2 separate regions of the Mus musculus genome follow, and region 2 is linked to region 1. Evidence: chromatin contacts called from public promoter capture Hi-C data. All regions are on one chromosome and are shown on one strand. Each heading gives the region's core, a stretch centred on a gene start, on an enhancer-like site or on the middle of the called end of the contact. The rest is flanking DNA. Distances are from core to core; before and after follow the strand shown.

The links. Promoter capture Hi-C pulls out the DNA fragments that hold promoters and counts their contacts.
Region 2: a promoter capture Hi-C map of trophoblast stem cells shows a contact between it and region 1, with 4 times the contacts expected there. The contact joins the enhancer-like site here to the promoter of Fndc9 in region 1. A contact is called at or near these places in 21 of 39 promoter capture datasets (the 3T3-L1 cell line, the C10 cell line, cranial neural crest and 11 more), 12 of 484 Hi-C or Micro-C datasets (ECoMG myeloid progenitors, Th2 cells, bone marrow and 7 more), 4 of 115 datasets of contacts at active chromatin or transcription factors (embryonic stem cells, epiblast stem cells and stem cell-derived neural progenitor cells) and 2 of 9 other capture datasets (adipose tissue and liver).

Annotation. Positions count from the first base shown.
Region 1 is chr11:46,232,952-46,237,317 of GRCm38.p6, reverse strand. Fndc9 (fibronectin type III domain containing 9) reads right to left here and starts at 1,761. Exons shown (of 2, transcript NM_177075.4): 1 at 1,722-1,761. The region is part of intron 23 of Cyfip2 (cytoplasmic FMR1 interacting protein 2); the gene reads left to right.
Region 2 is chr11:46,031,589-46,035,954 of GRCm38.p6, reverse strand. No RefSeq gene overlaps it. Among named protein-coding and RNA genes, the nearest start is that of Adam19, 22 kb to the left of the region's middle. Within about 2 kb of position 1,899, at least 5 of the 459 cell types and tissues checked have an H3K27ac peak or open chromatin away from gene starts, as enhancers often do. A contact at or near this core is called in group 2 innate lymphoid cells and trophoblast stem cells, where this site is marked.

The sequences.
Region 1 (4,366 bases), core at 512-3,011:
CTACCTTATGCTTCTCAGCTCAGTCCTGACCTCTTGCCTCTGCTGTGAATGCTGTAATGTTACCTAGAACATTCTGCCCAATGGCTTTTTTTTTTTTTTTTGACAAGTTACTTTTCCCATGACTAGTAGAGATTCCCTCTGGCGCCCCCCAGTGGCGATCTACCTCAAAGCTTCTGCAAGTGTTTTGTTTTGTCAAAGCCCAAGGTGCAAGAAATTAGTTTCTCAGATCAAGGTCCTCAGCTCCCAGGATAGCTTAACTTCTAATTGCCCCATAACTTCTAAAAGTAGCAATAGTACTATGACTTTTGTGACTGTCTAACCCACTAGTTCCCAACTTTCCTAATGCTGTAACCCTTTAATACAGTACTTCATGTGATGGTGACCCTCCAACCATAAAATTGCTTTTGTTGCTACTTCATAACTGTAATTTTGCTACCGTCATGACTTGTAATGTAAATGTTTGTGTTTTCCAATGGTCGTTTGGCCCCCAAAGGGGTTGAGAACCACAGCAAATCGGCAGTTGCTGGATCCAGGCTGTGCCAGGTGGCTTCTCCCACAATAACAGACTCCATTCCCATCTTATTAATGAGCGGCCTGGAGTATCAGCTCACAGGAAGAGAGAGAACTTACCCACTTAGCCACTGTATTTCAATGCAGAGCCCCTGAGTTCAGTAATAGATTATTATTGTTGATTATTTATTATTATTATTATTATTATTAAATTATTGGTAAATGAGGTACCCTGGTTGGCTGTATGGCAGATGAGCCCTGTTCAGATTGTAAGCCTTTCAGCTTTGGTAAAGGAGAGGCATCAAGGTTTTTGGGTTTTCTTTCATTCTCTCCGATTGAGAGAAAGCTTTCCTTCTGAATCCCCCCTGATCAAAAATCTAGACAAGCGTTGCCAGGCTCTATATGTTCCGGTCTCCCTCTGCCTTCTTCTCCATTCCCCATCCCCAGCCAGAAGTGCAGATGCTGCGGAAGATTGAAATGGCAAGCGGGCACGTTCAGCCCAAAGTGAATATTAAGCCAAACTGATTTCTGTTTCTGGGCTTGTGTTGTTAGGCTAGGTGAGCCAGGGGAAAACGTAACAGCGTGAAGTAAGTTTTCAGTCCTTGGTTTCCATCTCTAAAGACAGTGACATGCTTGAGAAAGCAGCTTCCTCCTCTCCACGTGGCTGGGAATTTGCACCCAGTAAATGGGAAATACAAAAGATGAGGCAGGGGTGTACAGAGCCTCCCAGAGATGGCTTTCAGAAGGAAACGGACTTACTCTCCCTCGGGTCTCTTGATGTATGCCCACCTCCCCACCCAGGGACCTACATACCCAACAAACACACTTCCAACCTCCGTAAGTGGGCGGAATTCATACCCTGTTAATACACAGGCGCCCTGTAAGGCCCTCCCATCGGGGTGATCGGGCATCCTGTCCTTGTACACATACCTCCCCTTCTGCTTGCCTCCCCCCTGCTGCTGGCCATCTTATAGCCTGGGTTCCCTGCAGCAGACGTTTCTAAGAGCTTCCACCGAGACTGCTTCTACAGCATCTCCAGCTTCCAGGGACAAATCCATCTCTTCGTATTTATTTTTTTTTTTCTCCCCGTCTTCTGTTTTTAAACTCTTCCCATTTTTAGCTATCCAGTCCCCACAGCCTGGCCCCTCTCCAGGCAGAGTGTGAAAGGAAAAGCCATTTTTATTTCCAAGACAGCCATCCATGCCTCTTACCTGATGCTCGCAGTGTGTCTGGTATAGACGTCTCCCCTCTGAGCCGGAGCGGACCGGATCCCAGGTGACGAGCTTCTCCCTCTTCTCCCTCCTCCGCACCAGGCTCTCCTTGATGTTTCTCACTCACCACTGAGTAATCCCACTGTCGCCCCCAACGCTCACATTATTCATTCTTCAGATCAGCATCATTCACCATGGCAACCAGCAGGCATCTACGCACAATGCTTTCAGGGACCAGTCTGAGTAGGCTTTTGCCAGTGAAAGGAGCTTTGGTTCCTTCAGCAAGAAACGAGCAGGTTGAAAAATTTTGCAGGTTGATCCCCAAGATAGCACATTCTTCTAGTGCTTGTGTATTTTCTCTGTAGTTGGCGCTCTCTCTCTCTCTCTCTCTCTCTCTCTCTCTTCAGGTACACATGTTCATGTCATACCTATGTAGAGATCAGAAGGCAGCCCTTAAGTGTCATTTCTCCAGAACCGTCTACTCTCTGTTTGAGACAAAGTCTCTCATGAGCCTGGAATTTGCACCCAGCAGGCTAAGGCCAGCTGGCCAGTGAGCTTTGCAAGCTCTGAGGTACAAAGGCACACCCCCGTGTCTGGCATTTTTATGTGGGTTCTGGGGATTGAACTCAGGTCCTGAGGCTCCTTGAGGTAAGGGGTTTACTGCTGAGCCATCTTGAAGGCTGACCAGTGATCATTGTCTTACTCCATCTCCATCTGTGGATAGTGGTTTCAAATGCAAAGATGCCCTTCGGTTCTGTGGCGAACTTGTCCCCTCCTTTCCTGTCCCACTTCCCCCCTGGAAATTCTCCCCCTCCTTCCTCTCATTTCCTGCAGTGCCTCTACATGATGGTTCTGGGCGAGATTCTTGTATTGCCTGGATCCCAGTTCCTTCAACTCTAAAGCTTCGAACACCTCAGGGGCAAAACACGGGTACCAACATTTCAAATACCCTTGTCAAGATTGCTCAACCATTATCTCCCATGGACTGGTGGTCCCTCAACATGAACTTTAGAGCATGGCTTTAGAAGTAGAGCCTTCATGGGTGTTAATTAGTTAAGGATCGCGAGATGAAATCACCCTTGATCACTTCTATGGAGTCTTTCTAAGAGAATGAACGTTTGAACCCATGGAGACACACACACAAGAGGAGGCCATGTGGAGGCAGAGGCAGGAGTGGAAGCAATGGATCCATGAGCAGCGGGCGGGGATAGGGGATGGGGATGGGGGGACGGGACAGGGGAGCTGTCCTGCAGACGTGCTGATTTCAGGCTTCCTGTCCACAGAACTGTGTGAGAAAGCATCCTGTCACTTATGAGCCACCATGTTTGTGCCAGTCTGTCACAGCATTCTAGGAATACAGCACATCTCCCCTCCTGGCTGAGCTCACACTCAGCCTTGGAGTTCTGAGCACAGACATATGAATGAACGGCTGCTTGCCAGCCAGCCAGCCAGTCAGCCAGTCAGTCAGTCAGTCACCTGGAACTGACGCGAGAAATGGAAGCTGCTTAGTGTTCCTGGGGCAGATGGGACCCAGTCTGCCTTGCCTTTGAGGACTCCTGAATTTTCTGTTTATCCCAACAAATTCCTTCCTGGTCTCCTCAACATTACAAAAATATCTCACTGTCATCTGTCCAAGAGCCTGGACATGTCTGAATGGAGGGTGAGATGAGTTCTAAATTTGTGTGTGTGTGTGTGTGTGTGTGTGTGTAGTGTTCTGGTGTATGTGTGCAGATGGGTGTGACTATGTGTGTGTCCGTGTGGATGCCAGAAGCTGATAGTGGATATCAGATGACTTCTCCAATCACTATGCACCTAATCTATCGAAGCACGGTCTCTTAGTTGAACCTAGAACTCGCTGATTTCACTGTTGTACACTAGCTAGCTAGCTCCTGCCTCACTCGGCCTTCTGGGATTACACACAGACCATGTTTGTCCAGCATTTACTAGATGCTAGAGTTCTAAACCCAGCCCTCTCGACTACATGGTAAATGCTTTACCCTGGGAACCCTGGATTTTACATAATAGACACATACACACACCCCTTCATGCCCTTGTCTTTTAGTGCCTGGCTACGATGGACCTCACATGTACATATATGCTTCCATCTTTATGGAAACTAAAAAGTTAATTTCAAGGAAAAGAACGCAATGGTCACATGAGCCTGGAGAGAGTAGGAGACAGAGGCACAGTAGGAAAGGTGGCATTGAACATGAGGAATAACTCCTAGCGCTCTGTAACACGGCAGGATAGCTATGGTTGACAGCAATCCATCGTTTCAGAGTAACAATAGAGGATTTTGAATGTCCTCAATACATAAATGTCTGAGGTCATGGATATGTCAGGCCTCACTGTGATCTGTATGCGCTGAATGTCACGCCGCTTCCCATAAATACGTACAATGCCTATGCATCAGTTAAAGATAAAATACAGTTTCAAAAGTCAGCTTCCTCCTTGGTTCTTGGACAAAGCATCCAAGACAAGCTATGAAGGTCACTTGATGAGCCAGACGAAGCTGTCTAGTGAGTCACCACTGCTGGGGCAAGGGGCTCCGGAGGCGTGAGGTCCCAGGGTGTACGGTGTTCTTGACCAGCCAGGTGCTCTTGGCCTTCTTGCTCTTGGCATTTACTCTTCCCAGGAGCCTGCCT
Region 2 (4,366 bases), core at 650-3,149, 200 kb after region 1:
AAACAATTTCTTTGGGTCTAGAGAGATGACTCAGCAGTTAAGAGCACTGACTGCTCTTCCAGAGGTTGAGTTTGATTCCCAGCAACCACATGGTGGCTCACAACCATCTGTAATGGGGTCTGACGCCCTCTCCTGGTGTGTCTGAAGAGGGCACACCAGAAGCTACAGTCTACGCGTATAAATAAGACAAGTAAATCTTTAAAAAAGAAACAAACAAAAATTTTCTTTTAAGTATAAAATATTTTACCATAGAAAAGTCTTAATAGTAATACAGGATTTATCATTTTTAATTTTTCAAATATTTTTGAGACCCATTTAGGAAATTGCTTCCTACCTCAGAATCAGAAAGCAATGTTCTATTTTCCTTAAAATAAAAATGTAGCATATTCATTTTATGTTCATTTCTTCAGTTTGTTTTCAATTAATTTTCATGGTAGGAAATCCTGTTGTGTGTGTGTGTGGGGGGGGGGGTGTCATGAATCCCAAACTGTATACCATGTCACCCTTGGCAGCCACTGAAAATTATCGGGGTGCTCTGGGGCATTTAAGGGAAATGGATTGACATTTGTTTGACATCACACAAACTGTCTGAAAAAAATCATTTCCTTTTTAAACCCTGCTGCTCTCCTATCAATGACATATTTTTTGCAAAGCTGGGTGGCTTGTATTTGGTAATTTCTGAGATTTTAAAAACTGGGAAATGAAAATGTAGTTCAGTCTGAAAATAAGAAGTGGGGGTGTGTGCCAGGCCCAACAAGAGCACAAATCTATTAGTCAGTGTGTGGTTGCTTGGAACTACAATAAAACATTATTTTTCCATCTATGTATGTCATTTTTCAAATAATTACTAAGCTGTTATGATATAAATATTAGCCAAGTTATGGCCACTTGATTACTTAATAAATGAGATTGTGAAGTCTTCCTCTTGAATAGGGGTGTCATAGAAATTATCAGGGGATTAAAGAGTGATAGAGTTTGGGAATCCGATAATCTGGGAATCACAAAATCTTGGACCACCCTCATGAATCCCACCTTGGAGTTCATGTTCTTTTTAAGGTCCCTTCCTTCAAGTACAGCTCAGGTATCAGGCAGGATGGACCCATGAGTGTGTATGTGTGTGTGTGTGTGTGTGTGTGTGTGTGTGTGTGTGTGTGTACTGTTTTTCTCATATCTGTGACAAAATACCTATGAAAAGTAACTTGAAGAAAGAGGGGTTTATTTCAACTCACACTTCAAGGGTTCACTCCATCATGGCTGGCAAAGAGTATTGACAAAAGCTGCCATGACAGAAGACTGTGGACGAGGGAGGCGGCTGGTGCTCAGTCAGGAAGCAGAGAGAGAGAAAAAGGCTAGTGCGCTCCTGCGTTCAGCTTTGTGTTCAGTCTGGGACCCCAGCTCATGGACTGAAGCTCTTCACATCCAGCCTAGGTCTTCCCACCTCAATTCAGTCTTTCTGACAGTCCTCGAGGTTTGTCTCCAGGGTGATTTTAATTCCCATTTAGTTGGTAATCAAGACCAATGTCACAATGTATGTGCTTATGTTGTTGATGACTGTAACCCTGACTTATAAAGAGGTTCTCTCTTTCTTGTTGACCCTTGGAGAAGCCCCAATGGCCTTTCTTGAGTGATTTGCTGTTGTTGGGATCAACTAGAATGAGGAGTTCTGGGCTATGATCATGAATGAGCCCACTCTTGGGAACCCTGCTTGTCTTCAGCACTTCGTGGATGCAGAGCAGAGCATCAAGGGGATCTTTCTAAAGTGAGGAGGACGCTCTGCCAGGAAGAAGTCAGATAGAGATGAGAACAATGATTGCAGGAGTCCAAGTGATAAGCAGTTTTACCCTGGGGCATAGCCCAGAGCTGCAGAGGAAGCTGTGTAGAGCTAAACGCTCAATGTGATTTCAGGGAGGTGAGGTCAATTGGGCATTTGAGGAGACAGGAGGGATGGTGTGAGCATCAGAAGAGCCAGTGAGGGGCAGAAACCAGAGCAAAAGGGATTTCCCCCCCAGTTTTTGTTTGTTTGTTTTAAAGATGGGGGTCCCCACTCTGGCTGGGCTGCAACTCACAGAAATCCTTCTCCCTCTGTCTGCTGAGTGCTGGGGTTAAAGACATGCGTCATCATCATCACCAGCTCATCAAGGAGAGGCTTCTGAGTCAGCCAAGGTGATGGGTTTTCACTCTGACTATATGAGGAATCCCAAAAGGAAGAAAGAGAAAAACACTGGGTTACCTAAGCTTCTTCAGGAAAGGGCAGTGCGTGGCCTGGACCATCAGAGAACTCTGCTGTTATGTGTTCTCTCGTACACTAGATTTCATGCCGCTCTAGGAACTGTAGAGAGAATGTATCTGGGGATCGAATCACCACCTCCACTAAACCTGTACTTTTCAACTGTTCTTCATCACGATGCTCAGGAGAGCTAGGAAGACAGTTCACGTTACTTCTCTGAATTGCTATAAAGTCTGTATCAGTCCAGTGACCTCGATTACCACTGTGATTGAGGCAGACATGACCATCTGACTTCACTATCACCAGAGCCTTGGCATCTGGCACAATGCTTTCCCTATGATCGGCCCAAGTTAGTCCTACCATTACGATTGTGAAATGCACGTTTACTGGAAAAAAAAATATAGATGGAGCTATCCAGTAAGGATTCATCTGCTTGCCGTTCTTGTTACCCGCTAATACTGACCCATGTTTATAAGCTTATAAGTTAGACAGACTGACAAAGCTGAAGTGGCAGCAGATGCTGGCAGAGGAAGAGGTGGCCAAACTGTCGTCTGATACAACAGTGGGCGCTGCATGAAGCATGGCATTTAAATAAGTCATGCCACTTCCTGGGGGCCAGGGCCACTTTCCAAGGTCCTATATCCTTTTATAGGCTGAGTAATTTCGGTGCCCTATGGGGACCATGATTCAGAGACTACAAATCAGAGGGCTTTTCCTGATGGATCAAGAAAAAAAAAAAAAAAAAAAACAATTCAAAAGAGAGAGCGAGTGCATTTGAGGAGGCAGTACTTGCCCTTAGCAGAGAATGGGCTTTGAAACCAGAAATGGTAGAAAACACACAGAGAAAAACTGGGGCTGTGATCATCTTGATGGTGCATCTGGCACAAAGAGGGGCCCCAGAAATCACTTCAGCCCATCATCTCCTTCTCGGTCCTGAAGCATAGGGGTCAGCGATACGTGCATGGCCCTTCTCTGCGCTCTCTAGAACCAGAGCTCCCCAGGGCAGGGCAAAGCCAAGGAAAACAGAACAAGAATGATGTGCCTGGAGATGAGTAGGATACAGACCGAGACTGGGGAAAGACAGCCGCCCATGGTCAGCGTTCTTGGATGGTTCAAGGTTAAAGATCCCATTTAGAGCAGAGCTTGAAAGAGAGAAAAAAAAAGATTTTCTGTCTCCTTTAAAAGCCAAAATCCTTCACAAGAGATGAAGCCATCATTGCTGATCGTCATTTCAGGATGACATTTATAGTCGAGTGGAAGCATCTGTGGGGAGATTTTCAACCCTGGGCACGTGGATGCCTTTTCATTAGCGAAGAGAGTTAGCACTGTGTTTTAGAGAGGTTTTACATCAAGGAAAATTAGGACCAGGCAGACTTGGGTTGGATTTCTGTCTCTTCCTTGTGCCTTTTGAGTAATTACTGTGGTCAAAATACAAAACACACACCTCTCTGCGCCTTGAATTCCTCAGCTGTAAAATGTCAAAGGAGCTTTCGGGATTAGAAAATAATGTGGGACAAATCTAGCGGTGCACATTGCACATCCCGAGTGTTCCAGGGAGGGCAGAGGAGCTGGGGGCAGTGACGGTGAGCAGCTGTGTCACCATTTTGTTCTAATGCAACACAAAGAAATCTAAGATCAGGTTCACATGCACTATCCGGCTGGGAAGGCATGTGGATCCTCCCATAAGTACCATCTCTCCATCCACTGGATGAGACTTTTCACACTCTCTTCCTTTCCAAGGGCAGCCAGACTTTATTTCAAGTGTCATTAGCATCTGAAGCCCTCCATGGGGAAGCATAGTTCTAATTATGCAGTCTCCTAGCCTTAGCTGTACCATCACCCTTCACCGTGTAAAATCTCCTACCCCATAGCTTTTTTAAATAAACACTGCTCCTCACCCTGCCCATCCTGCAACCCAAAGATCTTTGGTTTAGAAGTGCTAAAGAGGGGCTGGAGAGATGGCTCAGAGGTTGAGAGTACCGACTGTTCTTCTAAAGGTCCTGAGTTCACTTCCCAACAGACACATGGTGGCTCACAACCATCTGTAATGAAATATGGTGCCCTCTTCTGGCCTGCAGGTATATACACCGAACACTGTAAGTAATTAATAAATCTTAAAAAAAAAAGTGCTGAAGAGTA